3 separate regions of the Mus musculus genome follow, and all the other regions are linked to region 1. A link is a contact called in public promoter capture Hi-C data. All regions are on one chromosome and are shown on one strand. Each heading gives the region's core, a stretch centred on a gene start, on an enhancer-like site or on the middle of the called end of the contact. The rest is flanking DNA. Distances are from core to core; before and after follow the strand shown. Region 1 holds the start of Cd300a (CD300A molecule). Region 2 holds the start of Cd300lb (CD300 molecule like family member B). Region 3 holds the start of Gprc5c (G protein-coupled receptor, family C, group 5, member C).

Region 1 (2,728 bases), core at 99-2,598:
TTGTTTGTTTGTTTTTAAAGATTTATTGATTTTATTTATTTGAGTACACAGTCACTGTCTTCAGACACACTAGAAGAGGGCATCGGATCCCATTACACATGGTTGTGAGCCACCATGTGGTTGCTGGGATTTGAACTCAGGACGTCTGGAAGAGCAGTCAGTGCTCCTAACCTCTGAGCCATCTCTCCAGCCCTGTTAGTTTGTTTTTAATTTTAGAAGTACTGTGGTGGCTTGAATGAGAATGACTCCCATAGGATCATCGTTATGAATACTTGGTCACCAGGGCGTGGCATTCTTTGAAAGGATCAGGAGGTGTGGCCTTCTTGAAGGAAATTTTCTCTGGGGGAGTGGGCTTTGAGTCCCAGTCAGTGTCTCTCTTCCTGCTGCCTGCTGATCTGGATGTAGAACTCATAGCTCGTTCTCCGGCACCATGTCTGCCTCCAGGCCACCATGCTTCCTGTGGTGATGACAATGGACTAGACCTGTGACACTGTAAGTCAGCCCCACTTAAATGCTTTTTATAGATAACACTTGCTGTGGTCATGGTGTCTCTTCACAGCAAAGAAACACTGACCAAGCCAAGTATCTAGAACACAAAGTTCCATACTGATCTTTAGTTGACATATGATGCTATTACTATCAAAGAGTGGTGTGTTTTCTTGTTGTTGAAACAGTCTCTCCAGACTTGTGGGTTCCAGCAATGCTCCTGACTCAGTCTCCAGAATAGTTGTATAATAGGGGTATGTCCCCGTACCTGGCCATCAGAGAAATTTCTTCAGGATCCTGAAGCGTTGTCTTCCACCCGTCTAGCAGTGTAACTAGCAGGTATCTTCGAGGGCACATTTGTAGCAAGAGGAGGAAAGCGTGAGATGCTGAGGAGGATCTGGAAGGGAGGGCGCTCTCGGGACCTCATCATTGGCATAGGGCTGCCTGCGGCTTTAATAACTACTATTATTATATGATTAATATAGTATAATAGCTAGCTATTGGGTGACCTGTTTTACAATAAGGTCAGAGTTTCCTGGGCTTTCGTGCCATTCTGTACGAGCTGGAAGGGTTCACAGGACCCCTGTGTACATGTTTGGTGTCTCCGTGGACCAGAGAAAGAGGGAGATCTGCAAGTTGTCTGGGTCCTTGCTCAAGTTCAATGGGGCTACACAAGAAAGAAGGTCGCAGCCTGGAGAGCCCCTGGTCAAATGGAAGACACATTTTCCAACACCAGAAACCCTTCAGGAATTTTTGGGGGTCCAGGCCTAGAGCTCCCAGGAAGGCTTCATAGTGGGCACCACCCAGGCAGGGCTAGCAGGTCTTCCTCTCCACAAGGCTGCCATTCTTCCCACAAGGAAAGGAGGAGTGACTGGGTGCCAGTCAGAATGAAACCTGGCCCTGCACCCTGAGCCAGACGCAAGCAGGGGTCATCAGGCTGTCATGGCAGCCTGGCAGTCATGAGATCAGAGCCTCACGGGGGGTTCATCAGCTCGCCTCGGCTCCTTCCGATTCTTTTAGTTTCTCCCGTAGCTCCAGGAACAGAACTGAGGAAAGTCGGAAGCAAAACAGCTAGACACAAAGAAAAGCAGAAGTGGGCGTCTCAGAGACTGGCCGTCCCCCAGCGGGACTGAACCGTGGAGCGTCCAGCCGTGGCCTGCCTGCCGGTGACCCGTGTGTGGGAGAAATGACCCAACTGGCCTCAGCTGTGTGGCTGCCCACACTGTTGCTGCTGCTGCTGCTTTTTTGGCTTCCAGGTGAGGTAGTGTCTGCCCGGGAGGGCGGGGGGCTTCGGGGAGATGCAGTGTGAGGCACTGGAATGGGGATCTCTCTGTGCACAACACCAAATGTGGCAGCTGAGTCCTTCATGTAAGGTGGATGACCAAAGAAAGGGCCGTGCTTGGGGGGAAGGGACCGGGATCTCCCTCTGCACACAGCTGTCAGAACAAGAGACAAGTCAACACACGGTGGGGGCTGGTGGCTGTCCAGGACGGGTGCCCAGAGGATTTTTGGATGGTTTAGAATAGAAAACAGGAGGTCAGGGCAGGTGGTACCAGTATGAGTGGACAGTGGTTGTGTTGAGAGGCCCTGACAGGCACGTGCTGGTGTGGATGTGTGTGAAAAAATTTAATCTGTCTATCTTTCTTTCCTTCTCTTCCTTCCTTCCATCTTTCCCTCTTTCTTTCTTTTCTTCTTGGGTCCCCCCCCCCCTTTTTGGGTTTTCAAGGCAGGGTTTCTCTGTGTAGCCTTGTTTGTTCTTTCTTTCTCTCTCTCTCTTTCTTTCTTTCTTTCTTTCTTTCTTCCTCCCTTCCTTTCTTTCTTTCTTTCTTTTTTGTAAGGTTTTTTTTTTTTCATTTTCTTTTTGGGATAAGTCTCACTGATTAGCCTTGGATCTCACTCTGTGGACTAGGGTGGCTATGAACTCACAGAGACTGCCTTTCTCGGCCTCCAAAATGCTGGGATTAAAGGTGTGCACCACCACACCCCACAGACTTCTTTTTTGGTTCTTTACTCTTCGAAAATTTCATGTATGTGAACAATGTAGTCTGACCATATCTGACCTCCCCAAGTCTGATTCCCCAAGTCTGTTCAACACATCTCCCTCCAACTTAGTATTATTTATATATTTTTTAAAAAAACCATTGAATGATTAGCACTGGCTCTATGCACGTGGGTATGGGGTCATCCACTGGGGCAGAGGCAACCTGCCAATAGCCACACCCCTAAAGGAAAAAATTTCTAA
Region 2 (2,728 bases), core at 134-2,633, 44 kb after region 1:
AGACATGCCCTGGTGACTAGAATTGATCACTAAAAGTGACAGCTGCCATGGGCAAGAAGAAGATCGCCAAGAGATCCAAGATCAAGTCCTTTGTGAAAATTTACAGCTACAGCCCATACCCACGAGGGACTCTGTGGATATCCTCTTGAATGAAACTGTTGTCAACAAGGGTGCCTTCAGAGGCTCAGCTCTGAAACACAAGGCCTGGGGAGGCCAAGGTCAAATTTGAGGACCAATAAAAGACAGGGAAGAACAATTTTTTTTTCCAAAAGCTTCACTTTTAGGTGTGTTTTTGTTTCCATTGCTAAAAAACTAAAAAACAAAAACAAAAAACACCCCCCAAACCAAAAAACCCATCCCCACCAAATCCCACAAAACAACAAACAAGCAAACAAAACTCCCCAAAACTAACCAACCAACCAACCAACCAATCAAAGAGTGTGAATGTGAGCGGGTGATCCTGGAGGTACGGACAGAGTGTGTAGATGTACGGACTGTGTGTAGATGTGCAGCCTTTGAGTATACTAGTGAGCATTGCTCTACTTGTGTGCAAGCCATGGCAGAGCTCACTCTTGGCCTGCTTGGCGTCTAGGAAAGCCCGGTGTTGAGGTTTAGAGTGCAGGCAGCTAGTTGGGGGGCCTGGATCTCAGACACAAGCCCAGTGGTACAGGCACCCGCTATTGTCCCTCGTTTTACCTTTATGCAGTTGCAAACTCACATTTAGCCAGTGTCCCCTCAGTGACCTGTCCACTGAGTGCTCCCTTTGCATGGGTGTGGCAGCTGCTCTAAGCCTGTAAGTCCTTCCCCCAAGCCATGCCCTCTCCCCGGAGTGCATGTTCTGCTTGCTGCAAGGGCTGTAAAGATCTGCTTCCTTCTGAGGTATGGAAGGAGCTGGCTCAGGAGAGCTTTCTGTAGCTCCCTCCGTGGTACCAGCTCTTTCCCCTGAGCTCTTTTTTCTTGTGCTTCTTCCTGCATGTCTCACCTACAAGAGCATCTGGAATCTCCTTTAATGGTCACCTCCATTTCTCCTTTCCCTTCACGTCCCCAGGTCCTGACCCATGCCTGGCACAGTGTAGAGCCCAGCGTCCTTTTGCTGAATGAAGCTACAGAGCTACCCCACATTTCCCTGAAGGTGGCAGCTCTCCTTAAACCTGGGACAGAGCCCTCTATTGCCACTCTACACCTGCAGTCCCAAGCCCCCCAGGCCGTAGCTGAACATACCTGGAAAACTGAGAAGAAGCAAAGCTGGGGACAGCCACATGGTCCTGCCTTCCCACTTTGCTGCACTCCTTGATGAACAGCCAGCAGCAAATCCAAATCTCAGCGGGATACCCAAAGCCCTGGAGATCTCAGCTGACTCGTTCTGTTTGTCCAGGTTGCCTCTGAGTGTCTTACTCATAAGCTTCCTTTTATAGCGTGGGTGTTTCCTGCCGTCAGTTACTCAGCACAAGAGACATCAGTTAATGCCAGAGCTGGGTCACTCAGTAGAAACGAGGAGGCCAGGGAACTGTGCAGGGCAAGCAGAGGCAAAGGAGGGAAGCCTGTAGACCAGTGGTGGGGAAGTCTGGACAATCTGGTCTTGGGTTAAGGGGTAGAGCACTCTGGATATTGGATCCAGAAAGGTTCTATGCTATAATGATGGGCCCAGCAGCTGAGAGTCTCAGCTCGTGTTAGTGGGCTGTGCTCAGCACACCTGGCATTGGATATTTAATCCCCAGTAGATGATGTTCCTTGGGTAGCTTTAGGAGATATGGCCCTGCTGGAGGAAGTATGTCACTTTGAGGTTTCAAAGCCTCCTGGCATTCCCAGTAGCCTCTCTCTGCACCCTACTTGCGCTCTCACCTGTTTTGTGTCTGCTGCCTGCTGTCAGGATTCCCTACCATGATCGACTCTAATCCCTCAGAAACAGAAGCCCAAATCAATCATCTCGTCTATAAATTGTCTTGATATGGCAGTTTTGTTCGTTTTTCCAAAATATTTTTATTGATGATTTGGGAATTTCACATCATAAACCCTGATCAAGCTTAATTCCCAGTCTTCTCAGGTCTGCCCCTCACTCTTGTGACCTTTCCTGCAAAATGAAGGAAGAGGAGGGGGATAAAGAGGAGGAGGAGAAGAAAGAATAAGAAGAGGAGGCAGAAGAGAAAGGAGGAGGAGGAGGAGGAGGAGGAGGAGGAGGAGACAGACAGAGAGAAAGAAAGTAAGAAAACAACTTACACTCATTGGAACATGGTCACACTCCCAGTGGCCAGCCCCTTAAAGAAAATTGAGTCCTTCTCTGTTTGTACCCCAGCTGAGGCCATCAATTGTGAGAACTACAGTTCCACATCCTCATCACAGTTTTTAAGACTTCTTTTCAATGCCATTCTGTCTAAACTGTTACTTTTTTGAGGGGTGTGGTAGAGGTAGGATTTGTCACAGACTCTTTCTATGTCACACTTTCTCAATGAGTCTTCAGCCATTGATACCACTGAAAGAGTAGCTTTCTTGCCCTTCACAGTCAATGGAAGCAGGGATCATGGACTTCCACATGGCTTCTGGCAATGGCATGGACCACAGACATCCACACAGTCTCCAGTGGCAGTACAGACCCCAGACATCAACATGACCCTCTGCCACAGCATAGGGTATGGACACCATCATAGCCCTGCCAGCAGCACAGGCCAAGGGCATCAACGTGGCTGCAGGTGTCAGCATGGCCCTCCAACATCAACATGGCCTCAGGTAA
Region 3 (2,728 bases), core at 58-2,557, 39 kb before region 1:
AACCTTGGGTTGGGAGGTGGATTTAGGAATGGGAGCGGGTACCCCCACAGCAGCCACCCACTGAAATAGTTCGAGCTTTGCCACATTCCCCAGACCTGACAGAAACTACAGGGCACAGGAAAGGATTCAGGGTTCTAGAAAGTCTGGGCCCCACAGGCTTCTCCCCCCCACACCCCCCTTAAATAAACATTCCTCCTAGAGTCAGAAAAGAACAGAGCGGTGAGGAGGAACCGGCCGAAGGTTTTATCGCTCCGGCAACTCCGGGTGATTCATTGAGTTTAGACTCCAGGTTGTCATAGATGGAGGTACTCAAACACACAGCCAGTCGGGGAGGTACGGGTCACTAGCTCCCTGACCTCCTCCACCTGGCTATCCCCTCGCCTGTGACCAGCTGCCTCCCCCCTCCCGCCCCCCCGCCCCCCCCCCCTCCTCGCGGGAGCCCAGGATTGAGCAAACACGCCCTGCAGCCTGCCCAGCCACCGGCTGGCTCCGACCGCGCTCCTGGCGATCCCCCAGGCAACTCGGCGTCGCGAGAACCCGCACCCTGAGACCCGACTCCCTGCCCTCCCCCAGAGTCCCCAAGGCCCCTGTCAGGCCCAACAACCTCTCCCTTGCTCTTGCGACTTGTCCCCTACGGGGATACAGCGCAATGCAACCAGACCCACTCAGTGCTCCAAAGACAGCACAACTCACTCCCGCGGGATCCCAGGTCCCCAGAGAAAGTGGCCGGAAAGAAAAAAATCTCTTGTTTACTGGGCCAGATAGGCCTCAGCTGGGATTCGCTTCCCTATTTCTGCGGTTTCTTTTCAGCAGATTCCCGGGGCTGGAGGAGAAAGGGTGGATCCGCCCGGGCAGGGAGTGGGGGTGTGGTTCAGGGGAATCTGAATTCGTGGAAAGGTCTTCAGACTTCGGGAGAGGCTGGACTTAGAGTCAGCAACAACGTGGCCAGGAGCGCACAGACCACAGGGATCCTGTTAAACACTACCTCGGGAACAAAACTGAGAGGCTAATTAGGACAGGTCACCACAGGGAACCGGGACGCGGGGAGGGGAGCCCGCGTTGTAAGAAACTCGGGCGTGGGGTAGTCAGGCCGACAAAGACTCCGGCCAACAGCCCGCAGGGGTTCTGGACTCAGTCCACAGATTTAGGGACGTGCGCCGTGACATTCCCTCGTGATCTTGGAGACTGGGCTCTTCGGGAAGGATCACGCACGAAAGAGGAGGACGCTCCGTGTGCGCTGTGTCCACGTGTGCAAGCTCGCTAGGGGAGGGGGCGCGGAGCCGTGACAAAGACGGACTTTGTGTCCTAGTGTGTTCCTCGCTCCAGCCCGGAGCAGCGAACTGTGCCAGGCATGTGTCTCATGGGAAAGCCAGGACGAAAGTGACAAAGGTTGGGTGTCTGTCACGGGTAGACGCGCCAAGGTGGCCACCGTGAGTCTGTGGGTGCGTGCGATCGCTGGGAGATGCAGCCTAGGGGTGTACTGAGCTGCACCCCGAACCTCTTTCGGGAGAGAAAGGCGAATCCAGAAAGTGAGTACGCGCAAGTGCGCGCGCGCCCGCGTGCGGGGGCGTGGCAGTAAACAGCAACAACCCACTAGTCAGTTTGGCCAGAAACTCCGATCGCCTTTCCCAACCCGAAAGTGCGCGTCGGCCGAGCCTGGAGGTGAGTCGGAGGGGGCAGGGCCGGGCGCGCTTTGTTACTGGGGATTAGGATTGCTCGTACCTGGAGCGCTGCTGGCCCCGGAGGAGCGCCGGGAATGGAGGTGATGTCACGGTGATGCAGCCCGGCCCACCCTGGCCGAGAGAGGGGAGCACTGTGCCTGGGGAGGCGGGCGGGAGAGCGAGCCACTGAGCGCGCTTAGCTCAGTGCTCAGTCGGGGGTCCCTGGGAGGCAGGCCCCCGCACCTTTGCTCAGGCCTGGTCACCCCCCGCCTGAACGGGCTCTGGCCCCGCGCCCTGCTTTGAGTCCCTCCTACGCCCGCCGGCGCCCTGCCTGGGGCCGAAGTTGGCTCTGAGCGCGGCGCCGGAGCGGGCTGGCTGCGCGTCCCAGGTAAGGGCTGCTGCCTCGGCGCTCCGCCCTAGCCATCGGCCCGCAGGAAGGGCTGGGTCCAGCTGGCTGGGAAAGGGAGAGGGCCGAGGCCCCCGGTGAAAACCCAAGGGGTGGGTGACGATGCACCCACTCTACAAGTTCGCAGAAAGTTTCCAAACCCGAGCCAGCTGGGGATTTAATGGCTCGGGGAAGCCAGGTTCTGCGGCCGGGGGTGTTCCGCAAGGGATCTTAGTGTCGGAGAGCTGTTCCTCTATCCACTCTCGTAGTGGGAGGCTACGGTCGACTGTGACTGTAGGTTGGCTTCCTTTCCTTATTTCGCGGCAGTGCGTGGGGAGGGCAGGTTTCTGTGACCAGAGGGATTAGGGACAGAGAGCCTGGTCCTTTGCTCTTTCGGTTCGAACTTTCAGGGGCGTAGAGTGTTGACACAGTCCAGTTGGAATAGGGAGGTGAAGGCTCAGGATCTCTCCGCGGGAAGTTTGGAATTTCAGAGGCCTACGGCGCTTCTCCGTGTAGAGGCCTATGTTCTGGGTCCCACCCCTTATTCACCCCTGGTTTTTCCAGAGCGCTTTCCGTTTCTACTTCGCGCCCACACGTTTGCACTTACAAAGTTCTAAATCATTCCTTAAGATTTCACGATCTTGATTCTGAAGTACAGACACGAGAATATATAGAAGCGTGG

The links. Capture Hi-C pulls out chosen DNA fragments and counts their contacts.
Region 2: a contact with region 1 is called in a promoter capture Hi-C map of pancreatic islet. The contact joins the promoter of Cd300lb here to the promoter of Cd300a in region 1. A contact is called at or near these places in 2 of 39 promoter capture datasets (embryonic stem cells and macrophages), 2 of 484 Hi-C or Micro-C datasets (the AML12 cell line and peritoneal macrophages), 3 of 115 datasets of contacts at active chromatin or transcription factors (the HPC-7 cell line, bone marrow-derived macrophages and embryonic stem cells) and 3 of 9 other capture datasets (adipose tissue, liver and pancreatic islet).
Region 3: a contact with region 1 is called in a promoter capture Hi-C map of adipose tissue. The contact joins the promoter of Gprc5c here to the promoter of Cd300a in region 1. A contact is called at or near these places in 2 of 39 promoter capture datasets (maxillary cranial neural crest and second pharyngeal arch cranial neural crest), 2 of 15 datasets of contacts at CTCF or cohesin (CD8 T cells and the NIH/3T3 cell line), 15 of 484 Hi-C or Micro-C datasets (CD4 T cells, CD8 T cells, Th17 cells and 9 more), 14 of 115 datasets of contacts at active chromatin or transcription factors (the HPC-7 cell line, the SCID.adh cell line, double positive thymocytes and 7 more) and 4 of 9 other capture datasets (adipose tissue, liver, macrophages and 1 more).

What each region holds. Positions count from the first base shown.
Region 1 is chr11:114,888,693-114,891,420 of GRCm38.p6, forward strand. It overlaps Cd300a (CD300A molecule), which reads left to right and starts at 1,349. Exons shown (of 7, transcript NM_170758.4): 1 at 1,349-1,742. The coding sequence starts at 1,673.
Region 2 is chr11:114,932,988-114,935,715 of GRCm38.p6, forward strand. Cd300lb (CD300 molecule like family member B) reads right to left here and starts at 1,384. Exons shown (of 4, transcript NM_199221.3): 1 at 1,222-1,384. The coding sequence starts at 1,261. It also overlaps the pseudogene Gm11699.
Region 3 is chr11:114,850,225-114,852,952 of GRCm38.p6, forward strand. Gprc5c (G protein-coupled receptor, family C, group 5, member C) reads left to right here and starts at 1,308. Exons shown (of 5, transcript NM_001110337.1): 1 at 1,308-1,662.